Regions from separate parts of the Hordeum vulgare genome. Here regions 1 and 2 are each linked to region 3. Evidence: chromatin contacts called from public Hi-C data. All regions are on one chromosome and are shown on one strand. The core of a region is the stretch at or near the end of the contact, and the rest is flanking DNA. Distances in the headings are between cores, read along the strand shown. Region 1 has its middle 120 kb from the start of LOC123414480. Region 2 overlaps LOC123407891 (alpha/beta hydrolase domain-containing protein 17C-like). Region 3 holds the start of LOC123411279 (probable mixed-linked glucan synthase 6).

Evidence for each region. Hi-C and Micro-C count contacts between places; a contact is called where the count stands out from the background.
Region 1: a contact with region 3 is called in a Hi-C map of leaf, with 7 times the contacts expected there. The contact joins the enhancer-like site here to the promoter of LOC123411279 in region 3. A contact is called at or near these places in 2 of 6 Hi-C or Micro-C datasets (leaf and seedling).
Region 2: a Hi-C map of leaf shows a contact between it and region 3, with 3 times the contacts expected there. The contact joins the enhancer-like site here to the promoter of LOC123411279 in region 3. A contact is called at or near these places in 3 of 6 Hi-C or Micro-C datasets (leaf and seedling) and 1 of 1 datasets of contacts at active chromatin or transcription factors (embryo).

What each region holds. Positions count from the first base shown.
Region 1 is chr7H:367,028,704-367,031,403 of MorexV3_pseudomolecules_assembly, reverse strand. No RefSeq gene overlaps it. Among protein-coding and RNA genes, the nearest start is that of LOC123414480, 120 kb to the left of the region's middle. Within about 2 kb of position 1,438, at least 3 of the 3 cell types and tissues checked have open chromatin away from gene starts, as enhancers often do. A contact at or near this core is called in leaf and seedling, where this site is marked.
Region 2 is chr7H:367,143,689-367,146,388 of MorexV3_pseudomolecules_assembly, reverse strand. LOC123407891 (alpha/beta hydrolase domain-containing protein 17C-like) reads left to right here. Exons shown (of 6, transcript XM_045101130.1): 6 at 1-506. The coding sequence ends at 211. Among protein-coding and RNA genes, the nearest start is that of LOC123414480, 5.7 kb to the left of the region's middle. Within about 2 kb of position 1,423, at least 2 of the 3 cell types and tissues checked have open chromatin away from gene starts, as enhancers often do. A contact at or near this core is called in leaf, where this site is marked.
Region 3 is chr7H:366,742,415-366,745,114 of MorexV3_pseudomolecules_assembly, reverse strand. It overlaps LOC123411279 (probable mixed-linked glucan synthase 6), which reads left to right and starts at 1,368. Exons shown (of 3, transcript XM_045104211.1): 1 at 1,368-2,058. The coding sequence starts at 1,733.

The sequences.
Region 1 (2,700 bases), core at 189-2,688, 290 kb before region 3:
TGGACGATCATCAACGATTGCCCTAAGTTCAAGGATCAATACCGTGAACTTCAAAGGAAGAGAGGCAAGAAGACGGCCAAGTTCGCCGGAGGTGGAGATGGCGAGGCGTTGAAGAGGCCGAGGGGCAAGACCAACTCCAAGGTGAACGACATATGTGATGCCGCATCCATGACCTTGCATGAGACATTGCATGGCATGGTGTCTCAAAAGGACATGAGGGACGAGAAGAAGCGGCAAAGCAAGGACGAGCAAATGAAGCAATACCTGGACCTTCAAAGGAAGAAGCTAGAGATGGAGGAGGCGGCCAAGAAGAGAAAGATCGACCTGAAGAAGGCGGCCCGACAAAGGCAGCTTGACATCGAGACCGCCAATGTCGAGGCCAGGAAGAGGCAGCTGGACATTGAGGTCACCAATGCCGCAACCAAAGCGAAGGAGGTGGCCCTTGCGATCATGAGCGTGGACTTGACGAAGATGAGTGAGAAGACGAGGAGCTGGTTCGAGGCCAGGCGGAAGGAGATGTTCGACGCCGACGACCTGAACTAGGTCGTTCGATCGGACGTGGCCGTTCTTTTTTGAAGGCTGGCATGGGTGCCGCCCGCTGGCTGTGTCCCGCTGGGCCGCTGGCTGTGTGCCGGCGAGAAACAAATTCATTTTGTAGGCTGGCTGTGTTACCGGCAAAGGAAACTATTCATTTTTGAGGCTGGCTGTGTTGCCGGCGAGGACGTGTAAGCCGCTGGTTGTGTTGCCGGCGTGAACTAGGGCCGCTGGCATGAACTGGCCGCAGACATCTGAATCGTTGTTCTATTTGGACGCGGACAAGATAGGGCAAACGGATGCGGCCGCGCGGTCAGCGCATCCCAGGACAGACCTAGACACGACTCCATCTCCTTACCCAAACGGACAAAATCCGGACAAAACGTACATTCGTTTCGAGTCGCGCGATGGAGTTAGCCTCATCCCAGCTTAAGGATACACGGTGACGTGTTGGTGTGGGAAGAATGCCCTTGTTTACCTAGCTATTCGCTTTTCAGACCGCGCTGGCCGCTCGGACTGTACATGGTGTGTGTAGGCGTCACAATCGAACCCGTTCCCATCGCCAAGGAATAAAGCACGGGTGACATGGTTTCTGCCGCGAAACAGCAATGCCGCAACCGACCCGATGGATACGCTGCGCGGTGCCTGAGTTCCTCGGTGGACGCTAGCGCGCGCGCCCAACGGGGCATGACATTCCCGGCGACAGGAACGCCGCAACCGCCGCGCCCCCACACGCAAACGAATTGACACCACTCTCGTTCCGTTTTCCCCCTTCCATTCCACCCATCCTCTTCCTCGGCGCACGACCCTTGGGTTAACGCGGAAGGCGGGTCGGTTCGTCACGTGAAGGCCGGATGCGTGCGAGGGCGGGTTCGTACCGTGTCGGAGCCGGGGACAAGGGCCCGCGACCTACCGTGCACAGGACGTCATCGCCGACCATCCTCTTGCCTGTGCCACTCGCTCGCAGCGTGTACACGACGCCGCCAGGCGGGCGGCGACGTACGGCTCTGTCCGGTGCGCCCGCCCAATGCCGCGTGGTCGATCCATCTACCAAACCCGACGCACTCTCTTCGACTACTGCTACCACCACTCTACCTGTCAGGCGGCAGCAGCAAGGGCAACGCAAACGTAGCATTTTTTTCCATCTACTCATTGTTTTTTTTTATAACACACCCGCTTTATAAATCATCGAGACATAATGTCCATACAAATAGTTTTCCGGATGCATTCCGGAGACACACCATGCCAAACACGACACCCTAACTGATTACAAGATCGAGCTAACATATGTGCAACCACATTTTGTTCACGTAGCACGTGAAAAATAAAACAAGAATTGAAAGAAGTTCTAAGTTGCTTGATGTCTTGAATCACAGGACCACAAATAGATTGATCCAGGTCAGGCAAATTAATACGCTGCACAACCGACAAACAATCTGAAGCGAGTGAGACCTCCTGTAGACCTTCGCTCAACGCAAATTGCAAGGCTCTCTGGATTGCAATTGGCTCCGCTAGCTCAGGTATGATTACCTCAGGAACACCAATACCATAGCAAACAATGCAAGATCCAGAATTCTCTCGCATCACCACACCTTCCCCCATGCTCCTGGAATTAGTAAAAAGGGCAGCGTCAACGTTGATCATCACCATACCTGCCAGCGGTGGAACCAGGATGTTGTTGTAGAGGGTTCACGCCTATGGTTGATCTTGGTAATGAACAAGTGCTCCGCTATCATGTCAACATATGCTTTAATTTTCAATGCAAGACTAGAAGGAGCCAGATTAATATTTTCTTCTCGGAGTTTGTTACGAGCGTCCCAAATATGCCCACACGTCACTGCAAGAACTGTAGCAGCAAGATCATCACAACGAGCCAGAAAGTCAAAGATCCATGTTTTGCTATTTGTGAACCCTTTCCGATAAAGATGCACGTTGTAGTAATCTTTGACATCAGACCAAACAGCTTTTGCATATGGGTAGAAAAGCAATGCATGTTCAACACGCTCGTCAACAGAACAATGGACACAAGCTTTTGATGCAGGAAAATGTCTCCGATGAAGCTGCATCCCGGATGGCAAACAATCATGAGCGAACCTCCATAGAGTTATCAACATTTTCCCCGCCGCCTTGATCACCCAGATTTTCTTCCAAGAGGTGGCTTCACTT
Region 2 (2,700 bases), core at 174-2,673, 400 kb before region 3:
CCTCGAGACGGCAAAGACAGCGTACCGCGTGAACACGGCAACAAGCACCACCTTCACTACCAACTGTTGCTGTCGTATTCGGGTTCGCAAACCGAGCTGCAATTTCGGCTGCAGCTGCTGCCATGCAGTGAGGAAATGCTTCACATTTCGTGTATTCAAGTGCCCAGCCTGCTGCAGCTGCTTCAAGTGCTGCTGCGGCTGCGGCGGATAACGCCGATCTCTATGTGCTTGCGCTTGTGCTTGTATAGGAAAAAGGAACGGTCCGGGGGATATCTTCTAACCCTTGGAATGCTCTAGGACTAAACTTAGATTTTTCAGTTGGAAAAACATGTATTCCCCATTCTCCTCTGTAGTTGCTCGACAGCTTTGTGTAATGGTGGCATAAGCTATTGGCTGTCGAGCTTAGAACAGTCGTGAGGTTGTGAATTGATTTGAACCTGATCGACCCACACATGTTTCAGCTGTTGTGGCATGAAGCCATGAAATCTCAGAGTTTGGATCCGGTTCATCTGGGGCTACACCTGAACTGGACCGTTGAAGTCAATTTCGTCATTGAACAGGTAACGGAATGCAGCTGCTGGCCTCATTCTCTAGGCCCGGATGAGGAACATGACACATCGCCGTCTTATAGACAAGGCAAGATTTCGAGGTTACGCCGTGGCAATGTGTTTGCACTGTCACTCAGAAGGTGCGGCAGGAGGACCACGAGCAGGCTGATTCTGAATGAATGGAAGAAAGGGATGCGTGCAGATACAGAAACTGGGCTTATGCGTGCCAAACCCCAACTGCTGTATAACCTCTTCCTTGCCTTGCAAATGCAACCAGTCGGTGATCATTGCAGGCAGAATACGTGACTGAACCAACACTGGACTACTGGTACTGTATCAGCCAGTGGTGAGGTTTTTTTTTTTAAAGAAGGATCGCCCCGGCCTCTGCAGCATGATAATGCATGCAACCATTTTATTAGAAAAAAAGAGTTCCAAACAAGTGCAATATCTAATGAGAGCTCAAAAAAACTCATAAAAAACAAAGATTACATGTCACATTTGGCCAGATAAAAATAGCCTACAACGACTAAACATCTAGCCTATTAGTGTGTCGTCATTCATATCGGTTGAAGATAGCCCGCGCTGTCATCTCTCATCAGCTGCACCCAGTAACCAAAACCTTCGGCTGCACCCAGTAACCAAAACCCCATGGACTCCGCATGCCTGAGTTACGATCACGTACGGATCCAAGTTGTAGATCTGTACTACCTCCGTCCAAGTGCATAGGGCGACTTTTAGAATCCAAGAATTCCTAAAGTGTTAGACATAATCTAATTAACTGCTCCTCGTTTATCTCAAACGCCTAGTACTACTCGAGGAGTACTACTTTCCTGGCTCCTCGTTTATCCATGCAGTGACCGTACTGGTACTATTCAAGAAGGAAGATGACGTCTGTGAGAGAAGAAATAGTCAATGCATGCAGATAACACTAATGGCAGCATTAATATTGGGATTAATTGTCAAATCTGTTTCGTTTTTTAGCAAAATCTGCACGCCCGTCTCGTCCAATAATTCCCCGCCTAAATCGCTGAGCTTTCTAAAAATCGCCCTACACACCCGGACGGAGGGAGTAGATGACCTGCAAAACGTTGGTGAAATTCTTTCTGTCAAAAATTATATCATTTCTATAATTTCATATAGCCCAAAGCATGGCACTTGTTCCTATCGAATGTGTCTAGCTATGATGACGTCCATCTCATTAAGCCACGTCTCAAATAACATGTCCATACTCGTTGGAGACCACCCGCCTTTCCTTGATTCTAGCTTAATCTCATGGTCTAGATACAACCATTTTGTACATAAGCTAACATCCAGCAGATAACGCTAACTCCTTAATTACCTGTCCGTTTATTGCTCCAGATCCCGTTTCCTCTCTCTTCCCCACGCACCTCTCCTTGCTAGCCGTCAACCGCATCCCCGATGTACTTTCTGATTATGCAGCGAGTTGCCATCTAGGAGTACTAAGCTGCCATGATCGAGGTACAGGAGCAGCGAGCTCGCAACCCCATCTCCGTCGCCGTCATCTACAATTACTTCGATCACCGGTGCGTTCATAATGCATTAGCGAGCGAGGCGATGGACTCCGGTGCGTTCACGATGTGGCTCGCATAAGGCGACGGCGGCGTGGAGGTCGCATGCAACCATGGCCGCCTTGGGTCGCCCTCAAAGGATAGGTAAATCATAGCCTCAACTACTTTGCCATCAATTGAAATCTCGGCTAATTGTGTGTCCATGTTGCAGCTTCACTCCGTTCGTGCACCCCTCAATTGACGTCACTTGGATCATCTGGATCACCTAACGGTTGGAAGGAAGCTAGCACACCACTATATGTAGGAAGCACTGAATGGAAGCAAGTCTGTAGTTTGTGGGATACGCATGATATGATCTTAGGAAGCATTGTATTACTGGTGAAGGAAGCAAAAATGTACTATGTCTGAAAGATGTTTTATAAGTAGATGAAGCACATAAACAGAAAAAATGTTATGCTAGAAGCATTTTAATTTTGCAAAAAGAAATTATAATGGAAACACATTTGTAGTGGATGGAAGCACGTCTTGTGTTGGAAATAAAATAAAAAGGATATACAGGACTCAAAATTTTCAATGTGGAAACATATTCTTGGATGCAACTTTCTAGATGGAAGCAAACTTCT
Region 3 (2,700 bases), core at 119-2,618:
CTCCTCCGGCCTCTCCATACCAGTGCACGGCTCGCCACGATCGTTTTCTTGTGGTATGTTGTCCTTTTGTGTGTTGTGTGGCGGTGTGGTTATAGTTGGAGGTCGTGACAGAACCCATTAGTTGTCCGGCGCGCGCGCGTCATTGTCCTAACAACTGGCCTAATTTGCAAATTGCTCTAGACCTCATGCTTGATTCCTCCCGTTAGTTCAGGGAGCTCCATCAGCACGGATTACGTGCTCCTCCCCGTCCCCGCCGTGAATCTCTCATCGGATACGCGCGCGACGTTCCCCGCCGTGACTCTCTCATCGGATACGCGCGGGACGTTCCTATAGGGACGTCGTAACGGGCAGAAGGGCAAGCCTCCTTCCGGCCAGGGGACCAATGCATTCCTTCTCGTGAAGCATTTGCTCGCCAAAGCCAAAGCCAAAGCCAAAGCCACAAGGGGAAAAAGAGAGAGAAGGAGGCGGTAGAACCGGAAAGGGCTCTGCATGTCTACCTTTCGCTGTGACCAAAATTACTCTTCCCTTCCGTGGCCCTGCTGCATGAGCATGGCCCTCCGCTTTTCAACCAGCAAGACAAGAATATGTCGCAATTGCTCCTACTAGTGTTAAACCGATGGATCAATCCTCCAAAATGCATCCCCCAACCAGACCCAACTTGCGCATAAACATCAATGTGCTAAAAATTCCATGGACAGAAGAGAGCGCCGCATCGCATTTGCCGGTGGGCTGCAAGGCCACAGCGGAGCAAAGAGGCTTGTACGGTACTCAAACCAGCTCACTGATGCATGGCGATGCTACAGGGACTCACGGGCCACGCTGGCTGGGAGAGAGCAGCAGAAAAGGCGCAAGAAAAGAATCTTTCTCTCAATCAAGGGCAACAACCAAGCACAAGCTCACAAACCCCCCACCAAGTTAAGAAAAAGAAAAAAAAATACAGGCACTTCGCATAACAAACAAACTAATCATCATCACCACTCATCGCCCCCGGCACCTTTATTCTACGCCCAGCTCCTCTCTCATTACACTTCTAACATATATAACAATCAATCGGTGGAGGAGGAGGGACCAATTAATTAATGGATTAGTAATAACAATTCTTATGCGAGCAAAAATATACGTACTCCTGTACTAATAAGAATCGGAAATGCAAGCTAATCAGAGCTACTGCGTACGTACTAGTTTTCTTGCGCGGGGAGGGCATCACAAATCACATGGGACACGCAGGGGCAGGAATATGAGTGGAAGCAACCTGGTAGGTAGGTGAGGTGCGGTGCGGTGCGGGCATATGATAAGCATATGGGCTGGGCCGAGCATACACGCGTACATGCATTGCATTTGCATACACCGAAGGAAGTGCTTGGCACCACCTACATATAAACGCACCCGCACACCGCTCAAACACAATTTACAACCCGCACACAGCTCCAACCCGTTGGTTGGATAGCTCAGCAAGACAAGCGAGCTGAGCAGAGCTTTGCTTTGCTTGAACCCCCTACCGACACTTCTTGTGCATCCCAGCCCATAAATCCCCCACGTACTTTACTCGTCATTTCTCGCACCTCCTCCTCCCCCTCCCCCTCGCCTACATTCATTCATTGCTTCCTTTTCTCTCTCCCTGCCCATGCTAAAGCCTGCCTCGGCCATTGCCTGAGCCTGCCATTGTTGGACCTTGGACCTGTTCTCCTTGTCGTAAAGGCAAAGGAGAGCGCGTGCATTGAGGACGACGGCCATGGCGCCAGCGGTGGCCGGAGGGGGCCGCGTGCGGAGCAATGAGCCGGTTGCTGCTGCTGCCGCCGCGCCGGCGGCCAGCGGCAAGCCCTGCGTGTGCGGCTTCCAGGTTTGCGCCTGCACGGGGTCGGCCGCGGTGGCCTCCGCCGCCTCGTCGCTGGACATGGACATCGTGGCCATGGGGCAGATCGGCGCCGTCAACGACGAGAGCTGGGTGGGCGTGGAGCTCGGCGAAGATGGCGAGACCGACGAAAGCGGTGCCGCCGTTGACGACCGCCCCGTATTCCGCACCGAGAAGATCAAGGGTGTCCTCCTCCACCCCTACCGGTACGTCCTGCTCCCACAACTAAACAGAAACTCCCTATATCTGCGTCACACTCAACAATTAATCCAACTAAGTCTCTCTACTACTCTAGTATTTATTTTTACTCTCTATCTGCACAACAAGCGCTACTACAATTAACCCAACAAGCACCACGCCAGGTTGACAGTCAGGATAATTTGATCTTGACCGGAGTAAGTACTAGTACTAGGTCGGTGTTAATCAGAGTAATTATTGCACTAGTTAATTAAAATTTGAGTAATCCGAGACAGGTGCACGTTAGGGCCGGGCCAATGATGGCTCGAATCCACCCAAAATAGCGCGTCCCGGTGTGGGCTGTCGGCTCGGTGCTTCTTCCTTCCATTTTACTAGTCGCAGTCACTGCAGCTTGGGCCCACGGGAGGGGACGTTAGCCGTTGGGCCTGCCTGGCAGGTGGGCCCCGGTGGCCACCCTGGCGGCTCATAAATCCTTGCTACTTTGGAGCTGTAATGGACGCTCTGCAATAGCAATAGGAATCCGAGGTGAAACGACGACAGTGGGCATGGCATGGCTTGCATGTGAATCCAAGCCACATCATTAAAAGCATCCTCCCTGGGCACGTCGCGGTGAGAAAGTTGGATAAACTTTTGGGGGTTCGGACAAGATG